Linked DNA regions of Gasterosteus aculeatus: region 1 is linked to region 2. A link is a contact called in public Hi-C data. All regions are on one chromosome and are shown on one strand. The core of a region is the stretch at or near the end of the contact, and the rest is flanking DNA. Distances in the headings are between cores, read along the strand shown.

What was found. Hi-C and Micro-C count contacts between places; a contact is called where the count stands out from the background.
Region 1: a Hi-C map of skeletal muscle shows a contact between it and region 2, with 5 times the contacts expected there. The contact joins the promoter of cdk14 here to the enhancer-like site in region 2. A contact is called at or near these places in 4 of 6 Hi-C or Micro-C datasets (skeletal muscle, tail fin and whole body).

Annotation. Positions count from the first base shown.
Region 1 is chr20:20,847,047-20,853,424 of fGasAcu3.hap1.1, forward strand. cdk14 (cyclin dependent kinase 14) reads right to left here and starts at 3,838. Exons shown (of 15, transcript XM_040164536.2): 1 at 3,178-3,838. The coding sequence starts at 3,271. It overlaps LOC120810724 (pituitary tumor-transforming gene 1 protein-interacting protein), which reads right to left. Exons shown (of 7, transcript XM_040165548.2): 7 at 5,188-5,522. The coding sequence ends at 5,473.
Region 2 is chr20:20,764,555-20,770,810 of fGasAcu3.hap1.1, forward strand. cdk14 (cyclin dependent kinase 14) reads right to left here. Exons shown (of 15, transcript XM_040164536.2): 11 at 3,315-3,378; 12 at 579-627. Among protein-coding and RNA genes, the nearest start is that of LOC120810191, 35 kb to the left of the region's middle. Within about 2 kb of position 2,602, at least 6 of the 9 cell types and tissues checked have open chromatin away from gene starts, as enhancers often do.

The DNA of each region.
Region 1 (6,378 bases), core at 2,588-5,087, 84 kb after region 2:
TGCCAATGTAGTTCCCCTCAGGACTTTGCAGGTTGTTATTCCTGAGATAGTCGGGGAAATATAAAATGCGCCATGTAAACAAATATATATATATTTGTTACATCCACAATGGTCACTGATCTCCTCCATTGGCTGCAGTGGATAATCAATATCCTTCACAGGTGGAGGCGTCCAACCTGCTTAACTTTGATTTCCAAATCCCTTTCAGAGCCCAAGAAGCGTCGAGGTAGCAATACTAAAAAGCAGATTATGATTTTGAAGTTATTAACTCCTCACAACGACTACGTTGTCTAACGAGGAAGAAGCGTGGCCAAAGGACAGGGGGCTCTGGGGGTTCTGGGAGTTCTTGGGGTTCTTGGGGCTCTGGGGGTTCTTGGCACTCTGGGGGCTCTTGGGGCTCTGGGGGTTCTGGGGGCTCTGGGGGTTCTGGGGGTTCTTGGCACTCTGGGGGCTCTGGGGGCTCTTGGGGCTCTGGGGGTTCTTGGTTCTGGGGGCTCTGGGGGTTCAGGGGGCTCTGGGGGCTCTGGGGGTTCTGGGGGATCTTGGGGGCTCTGGGGGTTCTTGGTTCTGGGGGCTCTGGGGGTTCAGGGGGCTCTGGGGGTTCTGGGTGGCTCTGGGGGTTCTTGGGGCTCTGGGGGTTCTTGGGGGTTCAGGGGGCTCTGGGGGTTCTGGGGGCTCTGGGGGTTCTGGGGGCTCTGGGGGTTCTTGGGGCTCTGGGGGCTCTGGGGGTTCTTGGGGGTTCAGGGGGCTCTGGGGGTTCTTGGGGGTTCAGGGGGCTCTGGGGGTTCTGGGGGCTCTGGGGGTTCTTGGGGCTCTGGGGGCTCTGGGGGTTCTTGGGGTTCTTGGGGTTCTTGGGGCTCTGGGGGTTCTTGGGGGTTCAGGGGGCTCTGGGGGTTCTTGGGGGTTCAGGGGGCTCTGGGGGTTCTGGGGGATCTTGGGGTTCTGGGGGCTCTGGGGGCTCTGGGGGTTCTTGGGGGCTCTGGGGGATCTTGGGGGCTCTGGGGGTTCTTGGGGGCTCTGGGGGTTCTGGGGGCTCTGGGGGATCTTGGGGTTCTGGGGGCTCTGGGGGCTCTGGGGGTTCTTGGGGGTTCTTGGGGCTCTGGGGGCTCTGGGGGTTCTTGGGGGCTCTGGGGGATCTTGGGGGCTCTGGGGGTTCTTGGGGGCTCTGGGGGTTCTGGGGGCTCTGGGGGATCTTGGGGCTCTGGGGGCTCTGGGGGATCTTGGGGGTTCTTGGGGCTCTGGGGGCTCTGGGGGTTCTGGGGGCTCTGGGGGTTCTTGGGGGCTCTGGGGGTTCTTGGGGCTCTGGGGGTTCTGGGGGCTCTGGGGGCTCTGGGGGCTGCTCGGGCACTACAATGACTCTTCTCTTTCTTGTGTTTAGAAGCACCGTCCATCGCACATGCACACGCTCCCCCAAGACTCCCCACACACTGCAGACCGAGACTCACTCGCTGCACGGATCCGTCTGCAGGTACAGCAAAGACGCCGCGGCGGCTCACGCGTTAGATTTCATGCTCACTTTGCAGGAAACGTTTTCAAATATTTATAACAAACATTATTCCCGATGTTGTAGCTGAAATTCTGTCACCTGCTGTACTTTGACGTATCAACTCTTTACGGACACACCGCAGGGTTGTGATTTTTATCACAAATATTACGTTTTCAATTACAAATTCAAAGCATCGTCATTTTTGATGAAACCAAGCTACGTTTTTAGGTGTCACTACAAAGAATAGGTGGAATTCAGGTGGTTTTTGTGAAGCTTTCTCTCTGAATAAGCGGATGTTGGTTTGATATTAACCACCTGCATTAGAAGCTGTCCATCATCAGATGATTATAAATGGGTTTATCCACAGTTACTGTGGTCAGTGTTGTGATCTAACATTACTCATCCACTGCCTCGCGGATGATTGAACATTCATCTCTCTTTTCGTGGCATTTAGACATCCTTACATGTAATGAATTCTCTCTTGGGGTTTGGGGGTTTTGTGAGGCTGGTGGGGGGACCACGGACACTATGGCTCCATGCACCCGGGCACACATGTATTGGCGAACACGGGGGCGGGGTAGCCCCTCCTCTGTTGGTCATTTTGGGTTTACTTTCTGTCAGCTGATGTAATTCACACATCCTGCAACCGACAACACGACATTTGGAATATTTAAAACTTTAATGCGATGTTTATGTTGTAAAGTTTCAGTCATCACAGCTCGTTTAAAGACAGCCCGTGAATACTTCAGGAGGAAGCAGCGTTTCGTCGGGGGCTTTCTTCATGATTCCTAAAACACAGTCCCCACCCCCAAGTTCACATGACAAACCGACTGCTCCCAGAGGACCTGGCTCATGATCATCACACCTGAGCTCACGGGTCAGAAAAGGTTGGACAACGGTCTCCTGCTTCAACGCTCATCCAATCAAATGGGCGCATGGGCTCCTGCGTTGATGAGGACGGGGATCAGCTGGACCAACGCTTGCGAGGACGTGAACATACGCCGGCTCTTGGATGTGCTGCGTTAAGAGGCGCAGGGCGAGAGCTTGATGTTGGTTCGGACGAGAGGAACGACGGCCAACGGGAGATGAGCGTCAGCAGGAAAGTCAATGGCAATCTCTCCTCTCCGGCATCATCGACCCTCACGACTGTTCATCCCTCATACATGCTGCATCCAGAGATTCCTCCTCTGCACACGCTGCTGCAAAGGCCAATGACGTGAAGGTTTCTGCCAAGGCGTGTGCGTGTGTGTGCGCGCCTGTGTGCATGTGTATGTGTGCGATTGAGAGATGCACGGGGATGCGATGGCTGCACCATCAGTGACAACCAGTGACGCGACGGCGTGTGCGTGATGATTCCTGCTCACACACGTGGTTATTTTAGCAGCAGAGTGTTTTCTGTTGGACAACAGAAGAAATGAGATGGACGTGTCTCACGTGCATCACCACAATCAGAAGCAGCTATTGGCGTATGAAGTGAACCGATGATGAATGTACGGGAAGATTCATTCATGAGGATGATGAGCAGCGTCCAGTTGTCGGTGGTCAAACACAGACGTGTAACATCATGTTATCAGCATCCCAGTGTGCACCACAGCTGCTTTTTGCCACAAATGAGTTTGTCCTCTACGTGGGACTAGTGGACTATGACTAGACGATGGACATTTCTCCAAGGAAAAGAAGAAAACACTCACCAATACTCCTGAAACTCTCCGACAAAGTTCTCCTCAACTTTTTCATTTTTCCGATTTTCTGAGGGGGTTGGGAGGAGGGCATCAGGTCGCACATCTCTCTGTGTGCGCGGCTGGACCGGGCTGGAGCGGGTTGGACCGGGCTGGAGCGGGTTGGAGCGGGCTGGAGCGGGTTGGAGCGGGTTGGAGCGGGCTGGAGCGGGTTGGAGCGGGTTGGACAGGATTGGAGCGGGCCGGAGCGGGTTGGAGCGGGCTGGAGCGGGTTGGAGCGGGTTGGAGGACCGGTTGATGGGGAGCTCTGCGGGGCTCCCTCAGCCCAGCTGCAGCGCTGCTGGCGGAGAGCAAACAGGAAGCGGAGCCTCTCACTGCTGCTTCTCTCTCTCACCAACTAGGAACACCAAATGTCTTCTTGGGATTTTCTCAAGAAGGCAACTACATCTCCAGAAGAGGCATGAAAGTCAGAAGCGGCGGCGTCCGAGCTGCTGCCGTGCGTAACGCGCCGCGCGTGCCCGGTGCGTCTTTTCTGCTCGGGTGAATCCAGCACGCTGGCTGCCGCTCGCACGGTGTCGTTTCTGTGCCAGTCGCTCTCCGCCCCGCCGCAATCTAGATGTCATTTTGGGGATTCTCTCTCTCTCTCGCTTCGACCCCTAGATCCCGCCCCAGTGCGCGGGGATTGGCGCAGTCCGGCGGAGCGGCGCGTTTCCATTCGCCCCGCGGACCGGCCGTCACAGCGCGAGCGCCGCCCTGTAATGTGTGCAGGAGGAGGAATATTTCCACGGGCAAGCGAAACGATCCCCATCCCACACACACACACGCACACGCACACGCCGGCGGTATTCTTTAATCTGTTAGCCACAATGAATGTGGACCAGAACTCTGACTTTAAATGAATAAAGGCACAAACATCTCTGAGGAGTTATCTTCTCAACATCTGCATGCATGCATTAGAGAAGCGTGTTCGTGCATCACGTGTCTTTCCGCGCGGCTTACAGCGCACTAATGCAGGGACCGCGGGAACAATTACTAGAACATTTGCTATTTTTGAAATCCTAAATTCACCAAAAGTTACCATCATAAAATACATCATTGGCTATTTTGAACATGACACAATAGAGAAGTTGTAATTGAGGACTTCATATCTGGGGGAAGCTCAGAAAGGTGTAGTGAGATGAGGTGGAAGCATCTGCAGATGTAAATTCATATGCAACGCTGCGGGAATAAAAGGTTTCATTTCTTTCCAATGAAATGCACTTTCACACCCATTGGTTCCTTTGGAAGGACCAGGTCCAAAGCCCAGAACAGCATGTGGACACCAGCTGTGAGCAGACTGCTGCTCCATCTGGGAATCTGGACCATCCCAATGATCTCAGGTAACGAGCGAGGAAACCATCTCCATCCACAGGACAGGAAATAAGCAACCGCATGAATGATACTTACGTTAACGGAAGATTACATTCACCTTCATTTCTGAAGCACAAGTAGAATAATTCACGTTACTTTGGAATAGTTACTATTTCTGCTTACTCCTTTTTCTAAAACGTAACTATTTATCACAGACCATGAATATCAATGAAAATCCTTCCGAGTAATATTAAAATGTTGAATAAACAGACGGCTGCTTAGAAAGCCTGAGATTATGGGACGAATGACTGGACAGGAAGGTGGATTTAGAGAAAACCGCCTTTAAAGACAACTAATAGATAGCATGGAACGCCATTACTAACCCTTTAATGTCCTAAGAGAAAGAAAAAATATATATTTGCCTTTCGCTCTTCTTCAGGGTATTAACAATAAAAAAGACCCAATCGTCATTAAAATACAGGGGCGATGTAAATACACCCAAATTGTCACAGATCTCTGGTGATATGCCGTCTCTGGATGTACCGATATATTATATTGGATGTCAGATGGAATAATAAGCTGCAGTAAAACATACTAACTGCGATCAGTAACAGAGTTCACCCAGAAAACAAGACATTTTATCTCCAAAAATACAAAGAACAGACCACATGATTAAAAGAAGGAATTTATTGAGTCATATCTTTTCTACAGTACAATCACTATTTCCTATTCCAATTCTTTATATACAATGCGAAAAGACTGATATGAAACTACAATATTTAAAAGAGCAAACTCATGAGGAAATTTCAGCAGACAGAAGAACAGGAATAAAAAGTCATCGCATCCTCAACCAGAATGCAGATTATTTATGATTTGGTGCTCTGGCGAGTTGTGTCACTGTGAACCAGGACACAAGCTGCAAGCAAAGGCCTCTGGGAGTGCTGCTGGACAGCTGATCTACTCGTTCTCAAACTTGCTGTAGGGGTGGTCCGAGTCACTCATCAGACCTGCACAGAGGGGGGGGGGGGGGGGTACAAATCAGAGAGTCAGAATCCCATGCTGAGTGAATGGCTGAATACAGTCAATCCGTCCCATCGACTCTGTACTCTACTTCTAACAGCCCCCAGGGATGGAAACACCATCAGAGTTCCACATCAACTGTTGCACCTCACACACACTAAGCATGTTTAGAACAACAAAAACAACAACCTGAAGTTTGATGAACACTCAATCCAGATTTCCCCCTACAATAGAACAAAGGGGGCGCCCCCCCCAAGCGCCACCCCTGCTCCCCGAGAAAGTCTGGGATTGACGATTCCGCTTGCGGGTGGGCGCCCTCTAGTGGGCTGCTTGAGACGTTGCCATGGTACAAAGTGTCATATGTCACAATTATTCATGAATTCCACAATTATTCTTCACAGCACTGAACTCTCCTTCATGGCGTACTTCAGTTTTGCAAAGGTACAAATGGAGGAATTAATCAGAGAATCAACCCAGAGGCCCAAGCTGAGGGGGGAAACAAATCTGGCCTTTATGGAAGAGTGGCAAGAAGAAAGTAGACCATGAGAAGTCTACTGTGTGTGGGAGACACAGCAAGAAGGTCATGGGTTCAAAACCCACCCAGCACCTTTCTGCGTGTCCCCCCAGTATCTGTGTCCAGGTACTCCGGCTTCCTCCCACACTCCAAGGACATGCGGGACAGGTCAGAGGTGACTACCTGCCCATGGGACCCTATGAATAGGGGAGGGGTGGTTTCTGGATGATCAGAGGACTGGAGAACCACACGAGGGTCGAGGGCGTCGTTTCTATTCTCACCTTGTCCGAAGGGGGAGTGGCTCATCTCAGATGGAGATTTGAAATAGA
Region 2 (6,256 bases), core at 1,352-3,851:
GGTGAATGATGTCATCAGGGTGTGAATGGGTGAATGATGTCATCAGGGTGTGAATGGGTGAATGATGTCATCAGGGTGTGAATGGGTGAATGATGTCATCAGTGTATGAATGGGTGAATGATGTCATGTAGTGTTAAAGCGCTTTGAGTGGTCAGAAGACTAGAAAAGCGCTGTACACGTACAGGCCATTTACCATTCTTCTGTCCCCTTTGCTCACATGTTTGTTTCCTCCTGGAGACACCCCCCCCTCCAGATGTACTCATGGGGAACACAGCATCTGGGACCGGCCCCCAACTCTGCCCCAGCGACCTCGTCGATGTGGCACTTGTCCCAGAGCAGAATAGTACACACACACACACACACACACACACACACACAGGTTGTATGCTGCAGGAAAGTAGAGGATGGGAGCTGCAAAGAGTGCGTTCACTTCCCCGCGGAGTAGCGCTCAGCAGACAGGAACGAGGGTACTAGAGTACTACAACATCCCATGACATTACACACACACACACACACACACACACACACACACACACACACACACACACACTGAACTCGTGTTTGAGTGGTTCACTTACTTATTCCACGCTTGTCTGAGCTTCTTAGCGCTGTAAACTGTAAAGCGGTCTGTAATGAGAGGAGCACAACAAACCAATAGTTTATTCCAATCGTCACATATAGAAACCGTAGCAGAAGCTCAAATGGGCAGATCCTTTCCATTCCTGCCTCGGGTTTGAATTTGAAACATGTGCAAGAAGAATCAGCAGGAGGAGATAGTAACTTAAGAACACTTGGGAAATGGCGGCATGAAATTAATCGAATTGATTGAAAAGAGGATTTTGAAAGTGAAAGGCGCTGCATTCTAATCCTACCTCACTATCCATACAGGGATTCACTGTGTCCCAATACAGGAATGTCCAAAATACCAAAAACAGCCGTTCTGTCATTTGCAGGCTAGAAAGCGTTTCAGGCTCTTCTGACCCACAATCCTTTGCAAAGAGGATAAATGAGTGAGTGAACGTTTCCAGTTGACTGCATGCTGCACGTAACTCGTACTACTGTTCTGTAACATCATGTACTACAATGAAATCTGAGTCCATGGAGGGAAGTGAGCAGGGATTATTGATGTGTGTGTTACAGGTAGTTGTTCTGTGAATACCAACTTCACTACATGGAAATTGTGGCGCAACTCAGAAACAGGAGTGCATAAAACAATAAAAATAAATTGTATGTCCATCTTCAATGCACTAAATGACAAAAATTAATTTCACAAAAAAATAAAAACGACACAAATTTTAAAAATGATATATATATTCCATTTTTCAAGGTCTCTGAAAGTGCCTCCTGTCCATTTGTCGATGCCTGTAGGCGTTCTCAGACGGCGGACGCTGAGCCACATAGCAACAGGCTCGGGATTGTTAGCTCGGAGTTTCTCCCTCACACCCGGTCCAATCACATGCGGGCTGGGTGGAGCAGGGGTGGATGATGGACACAGGGTGGATGAATCGAATGACAGAAGGATGGATGGCCCGACTTTGAATCTACTTACTTTTACCATGAACGCCTATCAAGCAATTGTAATATCACAAGGGGATTTTTGCTCTTTATTGATTATTTGACCATCTATGATCATGTCTGCGTCGATGTATGTTGTATATGGATGCCTCTCTCCAAATCAAAAAGCATCCTTTCTGGGGATCATACACTGAACAAGTCATTCTAAATATTATAACCTCTTTAATGATACACAATGGCCCTTTGACTTTCTTCTTTAACCTGGCACTAGTCGCAACACATGACTGCAAACAGCCGAATGGGGAATCGTTCCATAACTGCAGAGGATGTGAAAAAGAAGCGGGGCCTCCAACCACCCGGTGCTGATGAGATCCAACCGTAAGAGCATGTTTGGGACATGAACGTGATGAATCACAGCCAGAGGAGCTGTTAGGGAGACGCACTCCTGCCCCCTGCTGGGCCGGACATGGAACAAGCTGCTCTCACATCACTGCGTAGACTCGCTTCAAAGACCTCGAGGATCCAGGTTATTATCATACTTTCCCATCAGTCCAAACTGACTCTGGTTTGATCACGGCGGGTCAGTCGCATGTGGACGGGTGAGGCAAAGCGGGAAGCGGAACCATTTAGCTGGTGTTACACAGAAATCTGTCCCCTCTGAAAAGTTGTAGTTTGATAAGTGGTGCATTTCCTTTTTTTAATCTATGTTGTTGTTTATTTTATCTTACTTCTTTCTTTTTGCACATACCATATAACTACATGATATAAATAAGCACAAAAATAAGAGTATTTTAAAGTTAATCATCAAAACAGTGCAAGTGCATCTGGGGATCACTATCTCTTTAAATGTGGAGATGTTTATTTTTCAACCATACCAAAAAATAACATATAAATATATCGACATTGTATATAACTGCCATGACACGTAAAGCTGATCCTCTTGGTCTGCCTGCGTTTGTTGAAAGTGCACACACCACATGAGCAGATGTGGTGGTGTGTGTGTGTCAGACAGCTGTTCCCAGTGTGTGAGAGGCAAACATGAGCCGAGCGTCGCCATGGCCACGGGATGAGCGCGTGCATGGGGACGGGTTGTGTGTGCGTGTGACCACGAGGGCCCTCCGGTTGGTCCCTAATTGGCCACTGGAGATGTGAGGTGGCTCTGTGACGCCATCGCTCCGACCGTCTTCACGTCTCTGCGCTCGTCCTCTCTCTCTCAGTCCATCAGCCAACACTAATCTGCAGTCCCTCTATTCATGTTCCCTCTAAAAGCCCTAATGAGCTCCCAGAGGGCATGGCGGCCCTGGCAGAGCTGCCACCCCCATGCCCAGCCCTCCTGCCCCTCCTGCCCCCCTGCTGCTGTATGCATGTGTTACAGTGAGACCTGGTTCATGTTGGTGATGTATATAAACCACGTAACCCACCTCAGTGTGGCTCATCAATGGCACACAAGCAATACATATCCAAAGGAACTGTTAGGCGGAATTATATTTCATGGGTTGTGTAACGCTGACTCCTAATCGCCACGGCAAACAAGCTTCTTCATCGTGTGCTCAGATGTTCCACAAGCCAAGGAAAATATTACCACAACTCACTCTCACATCCAAAAAGTCCATCAGAGTAACGTATGCTAATCATTTATTATACGTTATGTTTAGCCCGTGCTAACACATACGATGCGGCATGCTAACCATTTAGCATACAAAACACTCATCGTACAGAGTTCCCTGTATTCAATGTTCACCCTCTGGGCAGCGTTGGGTGGGACTCTTCAGTGAGGGTTTACAGCAACAGGGTCGCACCTGGTTTGAAGTGAGGCAGAGAGGTAACGCCGGGCCAGCTGTCCTCTGAGGGGGTGCCGATGACCTGGAACACACACACAGGAGAGACATTGCAGCAAATACAAACCCAGTACACGCTCTTTGCTGTGGCTTTGTGCCTAGCATTTAACAGTTAGCATGAGAAGCTACAATATTAGATGGATCACACAGATTTAGGTCAGTACTCATAAAACAATACAACTATTTATGATTGACTCTCAATACAAGAGTGTGTCAGGGAAGCAAAGCAGGTAAAGCATATAAACAATGCATCAGGCATTAAATATATGGATTCCGCATTGAGAGACTCCAGCAGCAGTCATGGTCGGCCCAGCGTTTATGGAGAGGTCGGCTGGAGTTCTCAAGCACACGGCCCAAGGTTTATGAGGACAGAACCCAGAGACGTGCCTTCCACACGATCCCTGGCAGCTCGGCAGCATAATAGTTTCCAGATGGCCTACAGCATGGGAGGTGCTGCTGGAGCCAATGTGGGCTCATCTCCATTTCTGATGGCTGCCTTTCATGTGGCTGACGTCTGGGATTCAGAAGATACATCTTTCCATCCGCAGAAACAGCCCAGGCCAGGAAGGAAAATGTTTTTGAAAACCAGAGGAATTTAATAGGAAAAGGTCAGAGGCTAGTTTGCCTCATGTTGGCCCCTTGTGGGAGTCACAGCGGATGTAGTAACAAATCACCACACTAGAGGGCAGTCCAGCACCAGCAGGCCGGCCTCAGGGAGCCTTCTGTACAAAGAGAGCGGGGCAGCTGCTGGACTTCATGGGAAGACGTCCCGTGGTTGGAAAAGGTCATGGATTATTTCAACATTAAAACATTAAGCCAACCGGTCAAATGACTTCGCTCACTCACACATCTGCTACTAGTGTGTCAGTTCAACGTAAAGTCAGCAGACAGAACCTCGGGCAGAAGGAGAAAGTTCTGCCTCAGAGGAATCTGTGAGGTCAATGGTCGTGACCCTTTGTTCTGCAAACATACATACACCTAAAACTCCATGACAGCCAGACACAAACAAAGAGGACGTCCGACCTTCACGGGATCCCCCAATTATATTTAGCAGGCAGAGAATGGAGGGATTACAGACGTCTGTGAGTGTGAGACGACTCATCAGTGGACAGGGCAGCTGCCACAAAGAGCTCCAGAACATCACATGCACATCATCTCCCGCCCTCATCACAGCCCCAGTGAGCAGCTCAGGCCCTCCTGGTCGTCAGTGACAAGCTGAACCAAATGGGGAGGACTATGCTGGTCCACGTGTTGGTAGCACACGGAGCATCATGGTCCACGTGCTGGTAGCACACGGAGCATCATGGTCCACGTGCTGGTAGCACACGGAGCATCATGGTCCACGTGCTGGTAGCACACGGAGCAGCATGGTCCACGTGCTGGTAGCACACGGAGCATCATGGTCCACGTGCTGGTAGCACACGGAGCATCATGGTCCACGTGCTGGTAGCACACGGAGCATCATGGTCCACGTGCTGGTAGCACACGGAGCATCATGGTCCACGTGCTGGTAGCACACGGAGCAGCATGGTCCACGTGCTGGTAGCACACGGAGCATCATGGTCCACGTGCTGGTAGCACACGGAGCATCATGGTCCACGTGCTGGTAGCACACGGAGCATCATGGTCCACGTGCTGGTAGCACACGGAGCATCATGGTCCACGTGCTGGTAGCACACGGAGCAGCATGGTCCACGTGCTGGTAGCACACGGAGCAGCATGGTCCACGTGCTGGTAGCACACGGAGCATCATGGTCCACGTGCTGGTAGCACACGGAGCAGCATGGTCCACGTGCTGGTAGCACACGGAGCATCATGGTCCACGTGCTGGTAGCACACGGAGCATCATGGTCCACGTGCTGGTAGCACACGGAGCAGCATGGTCCACGTGCTGGTAGCACACGGAGCATCATGGTCCACGTGCTGGTAGCACACGGCTGCAGGGGACGTGAATGTAAGCACACACGTAATGTAAGCTTGTACTTCCGTGTCTGTCACGTGCACTGCAGTCTGTTCACATGGGCAAAATCAAACCAAAGGTGGGCTCATTTAGCCCACCAAATACAATAATCTAGTTATTTTCAGAATGATATTTGTCAGACGATGTAATTAGTTGGCGTGGAATGGTATTTTTGTGATTCTGGTAGTAATTGCGTGTGAAACTCGATTGGCTGTAAATTGCCCCTAAATTCAATTAGATTACTTGGCATCAAGCAGGTATTGTCTTCATGTGAGTAACTAGGGAGGGGCTCCATGCTGATATCGGATCATGCTGGGATTCAGTCCCTCGGGGTTGGAACTGTCTCTTGGTGTGTACGTGGCCTCTTAACCCACACACACACATTCCTACCTCCACTCTGGGCCTGTGTCCTGACGCTGACCCCGGGCCTCCTCCCACTTTGACAATCACAGTCCCACCCTGGCTGCTCCCTGATCCGATTGGGAGGAGGTCCAGGGGATCAGAACCAGAGCCAAGTGGATCAGCTGTCTGCCCTGTGTTCAGTGAGCTCTGACCATCCTGTCTGGGTTCAGCGGGTGGGGGCTCATGTCACTGACACAGCGCCTATTATTTTCTCCCAGCAGCGTCTGGCTCTGTCCCGAGGGAGGCTCGCATGGTCACTGGGCTCTGCTACGATACAGAGAGGCGAGTGAGCCGGACCCTTGAAGCTGTCACGGTGTGGATTTGTTTCCTGTCTTATTTAGTAGTTTCCTGCTCCTTGTGTCTCCGGGTTACTTCACTTACTGCCTTGTCCTGTGATTGTCTGGTTGTTTCCACCTGTGTCCTCCTAGTGTATCTAAGCCCCGTGTGTCTTGCGTCCATTGATTGTTCAACCCTGGATGTCCTACTCTCAGTGTCTTGCCTGTTCCTGTCTGCGTTTTGCTTTCCTTTTGTTTTCAAACTC